Regions from separate parts of the Mus musculus genome. Here all the other regions are linked to region 2. Evidence: chromatin contacts called from public Hi-C data. All regions are on one chromosome and are shown on one strand. Each heading gives the region's core, a stretch centred on a gene start, on an enhancer-like site or on the middle of the called end of the contact. The rest is flanking DNA. Distances are from core to core; before and after follow the strand shown. Region 1 has its middle 55 kb from the start of Cgnl1. Region 2 overlaps Tcf12 (transcription factor 12). Region 3 has its middle 56 kb from the start of Gm27188.

Region 1 (2,700 bases), core at 54-2,553, 150 kb after region 2:
CTAATCCAGAGCTAGAGACACGGTGTGAGCTGGAACCTGTCCCAGACTGTGGACTAGAGACCAGAAGGCTATTCTCTCCACAGAGTTGGGTTGACATGGATCTACTCAGAGCCCAGTAGCTGGCCACAGGGGAGATGGTGGAGATAATAGATGATAGAGATACTGGTGGAGATAATGCAATAGAATGACCAGGGCCTGCCACCAGACATGCGCGGCTCCCCACTGCAAGGAAGCAGAGCCGATCAAAGGCAAGTCTGTGCTCTTGGACCAATGTGTCTCTAAGAGCCTGGATATCCATGAGCAGGTGGACAAAAAGTTGGCAGAGTAGTCTATGCAGGATGAAGTGCTGATGGAGAGGTACATCGAGTTCTGGATCCACATGAACTTATCTGATTAGAGTGCTCCCTAGTGAGTGTGTGTGAAGACTGTCATACCTAGGCTTTCGGGAACATCTCCAGGATATCTGAGTATGGCGGGGTTCTACTGGATAAAGATTGGGTATTTGTCACTGTGTATGCAGATATATGTATATATCTGTATGAAAACAAATTTGGGCAAAAACAACCCCCAAAGAAAATAATACATGAACTTTTGAGTTAGAATTTCTATTGCATAGAACACCATGACCAAAAAAACTAGTTGAGGAGACAAGGGTTTATCTGGCTTACACACTGTTTTTCATTGTTGAAGGAAGTCAGGACAGGAACTCAGCAGGGCAGCAACCTAAGTCAAGAGCTGACGCAGAGGTCATGGAGGGATGCTGTTTACTGCCTTGCTTCCCCCGGCTTGCTTGCTTTCATATAGAACCCAGGACCACCAGCCCAGAGATGGCACCACCTATCACACACTGGGCCCACCTTCATTGGTCACTGAGAAAATGCCTTACAACTGGATCTCATGGGGGCATTTCCTCAACTGAGGCTCCTTCCTCTCTGATGACTCTAACTTGTGTGGAGCTGACTCAAATGCAGCCAGTATATCTTTCTTCATCAGAGCCTCTTAAAATCACTCAAAACCTGTCTGGACCTATGGCAGCTTGGGGTTCTGATGTCTGATTTGCAAATATAAAAATGCAGGAACACAGTGGCCCTGACTCCATCAGACACTCATGGTCCAGCACCCAGGTTCCACACTCCCCTTACAGCCTCCGCCCAGTGTGCTGGGCTTATTAGTCAGGAGGGATGGGGAGGTAACCTCCATCGTCATGGTAATTATAGCACTGACAGCTGGCCTCTGCTGGTGACCACTGCCCAGCACATGACTCAGTCAGGAGGCGATGGTGCTCACAGAGCATCTGAGGCAAAGCAAGAGGAACTCACTTTCCGCTCAAAGCTTCAAGGCTGAGTTTCCAGCTTGGCCTTGGCTTCGGGAGCCAGAACCTTGCAGTGTCTTGGCAATGAAACAGCTTTCGGATTTCTATTTTTAAAAGCCTTGGAAGTGCGTCACTTGGGGGATTGGGCAGAAGCCTTGTCCTGGCAACAACCCCAGAGCAACTGCAAAACCCAAATGCCACTCAGGACCCACTGGGCAATCTGTCCCACAGCGGACGGGAACAGCAGAGGCATGGGGACCCCAGCGCTCTGTCCTACGAGAGCAAACAGCTTGTGCTCCGGACTCCCACTCCCAGGCAGTCAGAAGCACGGCTCCATCACTTTGCAGGTGTTTACACAGGGGGCTCCAGTGCTAGCCAGCCAGGAGCTGGTCCAGGCTGAGAGTCACAGGAAAGAGGCATGTGAGGGAGAGAGCTTGGCATCCGGACTAGTGAAGAGACCGGAGGGGAGGGTGTTATGTGACACTATTTGTGGGAAGATGTTAACAAATGTCTGTTCTCCAACCAAAAGCAGACCAAAGTAAGGATACCAACCAAGTCCAACAATTAGCCTATTGGTCATTTACAGGGACCACACATGGGTCACTCAAAAGTTGCTTCACTGCTAAAAGCCCATACCATATGGCTGAAAACTCCCAAATCTGAATTGTGTGGAGCAAGTGAAGTCTTGAAGTGTTGTTGGCATGGGAACGGCCACGTCGAGGATCCCAACTCTTCAGCCCTATGGGAGTGGCAAAGTCTTCCCCTCATGAGGCTCAGAGGGCTGGCAAAGTTTTTCTCTTGTCCAAGTGCTAATGTCAATTAATGGTGCATGAAGAAAGTGTCTACATAGCTTCCCCCACAACCCACCATGTTTATAGCCTGAAGACTATTCCCTTACAGAGCCTGCTTCTACCAAGTTTAGAGCTAAACCTGTCTCCTTGTCCAGCTGTGCACCATAAGCCCCACCTCCTTGTTCACCAAAATAAACAGACTAATTTCTAGGGTGCTGAGGCTTCTCCATCAGAGAGTCCAGTCTGCTTGGCCCCAGTCAGCTATTTCTTGATTTCCCTAAAACCCAAGCTGTGCAAGGACATGACAGACAACCCTGGAAGTGTCTGCCTGACTTGCATGCTGCAGGACAGGTCAGAGTCTCCTATCCCTGGCAGTCCTTATTCTTTCTCTAAGGTTGAGGAGGGAGGGGCCTTGTAAATCTAATAAGCTTCAGAGACTTCCTGAGCCTTGTGAGTTACTCAAATCCCACCTAGAACTACCTGGAGCGCAACAAGTTTCTCTCCAGGATGGGAGTTTTCAACATGGAGGAAATTGCTATACAACAAATGGAAAGAAAGAGAGAGCAAAGAGGAGGGAGGGAAAGTGGGGAGGCATGG
Region 2 (2,700 bases), core at 91-2,590:
TCAGGTTCTTGCCCCTCTCTCTAGGATATTATATGCCTCTTTCTTAACAGATTTTGTCTCCACCTCACACTAGATTAAGATACACTTTATTTCTGAATTGTGTGAGCTTAAAACAGATTCAATTCTCCTTTGCTGCTTGTTTTCCTGACAATTAAATTCTAGGTGGCTTTCAGGTTTTTTTCTAGAGATGGTTTCTGTGATCGTAATTGGATTATCAGAGTACTGATGTATTTTTAAGCCTTCATTTAACCTCACAAAAGTAGTCCTTTATTTATCGAAAACTACTGATGTTGCAGTTTAAATGTCAAGAAATTATTTATTAGGTCCTTTTAAAAAAAGATTCTATAGTTACGTTGGGCGGTCTTGTTTGATATTTCTTAATCTTAGTCCTTTTTCATAATTGATCTATTCATTCTACCTAATGACTAATTACATATCAGAGCACATCATCAGCCACATTCATCATAGTAGAATGTAATAATCAATGACATTTCAACAAAGGAAAAAATAAATATGCAAATAAGGCCTCATTAACATTTGCATGAGTTGTTTGAATAATCACGTTGCTGACAAGGCTGTAATTAACAGAAATTGATGCTGAGTTCAGTATTTGATAGTGTGTTTTCTCAGCATTTTATTGTTGTCACTGCGGGGGCTGAAATGAAGTTCTGCTCTACTTATACCTTGACTAGAGTTGATGTGCCGAGTACCAAAGGCTTGTGGGAGCCCTTGATTTTCTGTGACCTGCTCTTAAATGCATATGAAGATACTTTACTTAAATTGCGTTGGTTTCTTTTTCCTTAATAAAGCTCAGTTGCATTTTAACAATTATAAAATGACTGTAGAAAGAAAACAAATATAAGGATTTAGAGTTTTGTTATTTTGCCAGAACTGATTTATCTGAATCACTAGAATTTCAAGGTTTAGTTTTGCTCATACCATGGAAAATTGCTGTCATTAATTTTTTTCCCTCTTAAGTCTGCCCCAGTAGATCACTCTGGAGAGGTTGGTGTGCTTACTGTAATTGAAAATCACTTGCTTAGGCCAACAGCAACAATGACAAAAGCCTAATTATAAAATGCACAGTTTGAGGGTGTGTGTGTGTGTGTGTGGTGATTTTTTTAAATAACACTGCTCCCCACATTCCTCCTCCTTTTCCTGTACTGTTTCCTGTTTTTGTCATGGATATTAACTGAAATGTGCTAAACACAATAAAGCTGTTTATGTCAGTTTTTTGGATGACTGCAAGTGCTGATTATAACAAGTTTAAGGAATTTCCTTTGTTGAATGTGTACCCGTGCCATATGGCTCAACACGGAACATTAACTTGACAGGGATAATGGATTGTGCTGTATGGAGACAATTTTGCCTGCAGCTTTCCTATAACTCATTCTGGTTGGGGATCACAGGTTTCTAGTATGGGATGGAGCAAACATCCAGATGGATTTACTTTACATAAAAGAGTTGCATTTCTTTTTATTTCCTCTCTGTAATTGGAAAAAGGAGATTTTTCTTTAAAGAAGCAAAATATTAAAAAGAAATGGAAGATTTAAAAAATCTAAGAAAAGCCTGGATTTTTGTGTAATCTTTTTGTAAAATGCTTTGAAAGATGATTATTTCTGTGTATTTAGTGCATGCATTTTTAAGTCGGGTTTACATAAGCTTATGACACTATCTTTTGAGTCTAAAGTGGATCTTCTTCCCTTTTATATTTATTGGATTGCTTCAGGACTGGGAACAGGAAAATCAGTGCCTTTTCTGATGTTCTTTAGTTATGATCTTCCGAAGATCATGTGCATTTGTAAGTCTTTAAAAAGTCTCTGCTTTTGGCAATGATATTTTATAAATCATAACAAAGTTTATTGGTTTTGTTAACAGTAATGAAGCAGAATTGCTGACTGCTGGTTCCTTGGTTCATTCTGTATCTCTATGAAAGTCATTCTAATTGATTGAATGAGAATAAGAAAACCAAAAGCAACTCCAGAAACAAAATGTAACCAAGTATTAATTACTAGGCTGCTAAGAGTGCTGAGAGCTAACATGGAGTTTAGGTCAGAGGGAAAGAAATGTGGAACATAATCTTCATGATATGATCTGCTAAGAAACTAAACTTAGGTGATATGTGGAACTGACATTATCCATTGACTATAGGCAGTTCTACACTGTCTATTTAAATTAAATCTTGATGCTATGTACCTCTGTGTGTTGCTATGTAAATATGTGAGTGTATGCTTTCTTTTTCAATGTTGTAGGTTGAACATAGGCTTTTGTGTGCTTTAAGCAAGTTACCTTTTCTATTAGTGAGCCCAACCTTGGTTTTTGGAGACAGAATCTTATGCCTATTAATCTTTATGCTTCAGCTTCCTAAGTGCTGGGATTTCAGATGTATGCCTACACACGCTGCTAATTTTTATATTAGAACCTCTTGTACAAAGTTAATCTTCTTCCATAGTGTTACTAAACTGTAAGCTCCCAAGTCACTATTGTGTTTAAATGTTCAATTTAAGTTCCTGGGACGTTCATGGTTTCCAGTATAGTACCTCACTATATATAAGAATGAAATAGAGAATTGGCCCTCAAAGAAACAGAAACATTTTCAGACGTGATTTGCACATTTATGTCTTTCATTTTCTAGTCCTTTCAGTAATACAAGCCCTAGCTTGTTCTCATCAACAAATGGTCTTCATACTTTTTTAAAGT
Region 3 (2,700 bases), core at 153-2,652, 220 kb before region 2:
GACAGTGGGAACAGAAATGTCAATCGGTTCTGAAGCCCTGTGAGGATGTGAATAACCACACTGGGATCACTTGTCAGTAGGCAGGTCAACTTTACTTAGGGTGACTGAAGGCTTATACAGTTTTGGGGGACTGAGGGTAGGGACATCCAGGATGGGCAAAGGTCAGGGGCTGGGGACTTGGCACATCTCATTAGCATGAGGGAAGCACTTCAAGAATATCAGGTGCTGTCAGCTTAAGGAAATTGATCCTGTACACTAGTTGAGGACACATGACATTCCTCAGGTAGAGGCAAATGTGAGGGCTTAGAATACCCCAGACAAGGCCTGAGAAGGGACTCCCCCATTACACGGCAAGCCCCAGAAGGCTATTTGATCAATGATAATCTTTGACCTTTATTGGTAGAGTTTTCCCACAATCTTGGCACCCAAATGAGGCACCTTGCCTGGTTGTTGGAGAGATGTCTTCTGGACAGGTGGATTCTACGCTGAGATGCTGGGAGTGTTCCCATGGTCCGTCGTCTCCTCATGCAGTACTTGACACGTGGATTTCCGACTCCCTACACCCTACTGCTTAAACAACTTGACTGGTTCTTGTGGCCTGTTTCTGAATCCTGTCTAAAACAAGCATACAGAAGGGTCAAGCATATATAATCAAAGGGAAAGAACCAGCCAACTGCCCAGTGCAACGCGCCATCATGAAGAACACGGGGCAAGGGTTTTGTACTGCTGAATTTTCTCTAATGCTCACAGCTGTGTTTGTTTATTCCTTATAAAGCTAGTCAACACCATCTGTTCAAGGGCTGTGAGGACATTCAACTCAGTTTCAGCACGCAGTGCAAGGAGCAGAAGCCCCTTAGAGATCTTGCCGAACACACTCATTTCATAGATTAGGGGACTCTTAGGAAAATGAATCAAATTGTTTCAAAGTCACACATCCAAAACAGTTGCAGAAAGAGAAGGCACGCCCAAGCCTAATGACTCCCGAGCCAGATCGACTTCCACTGACATCAGCTGAAATCCACACTGGACACAAACTGCTCATTCCCAAGTGCCCGAGTGTGATGCAGCCACAGCCAGAGTCCTACACATCCTTCTGTCTTCGTTTTATTCTTATCTCCTCTCCTCGTCACTTAACAGCGAAGCTCAATTCCAAAGACACTTTCCCTAAAAATAACTAAAAGACACGCTGGAAGAAATTAGCATAATGTATTTTTTTAAATCTATAATTTACAGCGTAATCTAAAAATGTGCGACAAAGTAATTCTTGTGCTGAGAAAACTCTCCTGGGATGTTTGGTTCCATTTAAAAGCATCTCGGTATTGGGGTTGAGGGAGCAGCAGCCTGTGGCACTCTTCCACCAGGGCAAAATGTTATTCCAGTGACTCACAGCAAGAGGCCTGACAAACACTCTGAGTCGGTATAGAGGTTCTTGCCATCAGAATAAAATGAGAGTTGCAGTGGGTGGTCCCAGTCTAGCCTTCTGCTTCTGTCCTGGCTCAGGTGGTTGCCCTGGAAACCGTGGGGTTGCAAACAAATATATTTGTAACTTTTAAAGACAGCCTGCACAGGAAAGTCTGATTTGGATTTGCCACTGGTTTTTCTGAAGGCTCTCTTCCTTGGAGAGGGCGTGCCCCTTGTGCTACCTTGAAAGCTGGTTCCGTCCAGCATCTTTGGCAAGGTCCAGTTGGCTGGCCAGCCAGAGTTTGGCAGACGGGGAAAGGGGCTCTGCCGATCATTATTTAGCTTTGGCTCTTCACACAGATGGTTCTGATCTTCTCCTCCCCCACCTAAGAATTTTTCTAAAATGACACCCAAGTTTTTCTTGGCAGAAGTTATCATTCCTGGCAAACAGTTCACTGCGGCTCTAATTATGATGACAGCTTTAATGGAGAAGATAATCATATTAAATGGTTCTTATTCCATTCCGTGGGATGAATTAGTGACTGCCATGAGATGTGTTCAACAGCCAAAAGTAAAGAGAAAGGGTAAGTGCCCGTAGGACAAGTTACGATTTTAAGGTTTCCAAAAGTAAGGAGGAGACGGACAGAACAGCATCCGAGTGGTGCTGGATTTAAGGGCTTCTACCTCATCCACCGATCAGGAAACCCCACTCTCCTTGTGACTCTTTGAGAGCTAACATGATTCTGTCACTTGTAAACATAGGAAGATTTCTTCTCAGTAGGGGTAGACTGTACCCCCAGAAGGTAAGAAGGATCAAGATCTTGTGGCAGACAAAGTCAAGTAAGGGTTGATGGCCATTGAGCAGAATGGCCAAAAGGGGACACTGGACTGAGAACACTCTTTCTAAATTGATATGTTAGCTTTGCTGCTGAACACAGGCCTCGTAGCAAAGGAAAGGGTTTAAAGAGTTAATCATATATCAAGGGTATTTGGGTGTCAAACGTCTTAATACATTGAAGGATGCTTACTAAAATTGGGCTAGGCAAGCCCAAGACAAGCTAAAGACAAATGAGCCAGAGTAAAGACTCAGTGGAGAAAGGGAGTCAGAGGATCCAGTTGTGGTTTGAATCTAGAATGTTCCCCATAGTTTCATGTTTGACTACTCAGTCTCCAGTTTGTGGTACTAATTTCAAAGCTATGGGAAACTTGAGTTGGGGCCTGGCTGGCAAAAGAAAAGACTGTCTTTGGAAGCTGTACCTGTTTCTGGTCCCAATCCCCAGCTCTTTGCCACGGTTTGCC

What was found. Hi-C and Micro-C count contacts between places; a contact is called where the count stands out from the background.
Region 1: a Hi-C map of cerebellar granule neurons shows a contact between it and region 2, with 1.8 times the contacts expected there. The contact joins two enhancer-like sites. A contact is called at or near these places in 7 of 39 promoter capture datasets (the 3T3-L1 cell line, 3T3-L1-derived adipocytes, embryonic stem cells and 4 more), 3 of 15 datasets of contacts at CTCF or cohesin (the G1E-ER4 cell line, pro-B cells and stem cell-derived epiblast-like cells), 30 of 484 Hi-C or Micro-C datasets (the Ba/F3 cell line, the G1E-ER4 cell line, Sertoli cells and 20 more), 1 of 115 datasets of contacts at active chromatin or transcription factors (bone marrow-derived dendritic cells) and 3 of 9 other capture datasets (embryonic stem cells, embryonic tail and embryonic trunk).
Region 3: a Hi-C map of cerebellum shows a contact between it and region 2, with 1.9 times the contacts expected there. The contact joins two enhancer-like sites. A contact is called at or near these places in 7 of 39 promoter capture datasets (the 3T3-L1 cell line, 3T3-L1-derived adipocytes, the C10 cell line and 3 more), 3 of 15 datasets of contacts at CTCF or cohesin (large pre-B cells, pro-B cells and stem cell-derived epiblast-like cells), 12 of 484 Hi-C or Micro-C datasets (B cells, the N1E-115 cell line, adipose-derived mesenchymal stem cells and 6 more), 5 of 115 datasets of contacts at active chromatin or transcription factors (bone marrow-derived dendritic cells, differentiating embryonic stem cells, embryonic stem cells and 2 more) and 2 of 9 other capture datasets (embryonic stem cells and embryonic tail).

What each region holds. Positions count from the first base shown.
Region 1 is chr9:71,824,959-71,827,658 of GRCm38.p6, reverse strand. No RefSeq gene overlaps it. Among named protein-coding and RNA genes, the nearest start is that of Cgnl1, 55 kb to the right of the region's middle. Within about 2 kb of position 1,303, at least 74 of the 459 cell types and tissues checked have an H3K27ac peak or open chromatin away from gene starts, as enhancers often do. A contact at or near this core is called in cerebellar granule neurons, where this site is marked.
Region 2 is chr9:71,973,246-71,975,945 of GRCm38.p6, reverse strand. The region is part of intron 5 of Tcf12 (transcription factor 12); the gene reads left to right. Among named protein-coding and RNA genes, the nearest start is that of Tcf12, 140 kb to the left of the region's middle. Within about 2 kb of position 1,340, at least 40 of the 459 cell types and tissues checked have an H3K27ac peak or open chromatin away from gene starts, as enhancers often do. A contact at or near this core is called in cerebellar granule neurons and cerebellum, where this site is marked.
Region 3 is chr9:72,195,948-72,198,647 of GRCm38.p6, reverse strand. No RefSeq gene overlaps it. Among named protein-coding and RNA genes, the nearest start is that of Gm27188, 56 kb to the left of the region's middle. Within about 2 kb of position 1,402, at least 84 of the 459 cell types and tissues checked have an H3K27ac peak or open chromatin away from gene starts, as enhancers often do. A contact at or near this core is called in cerebellum, where this site is marked.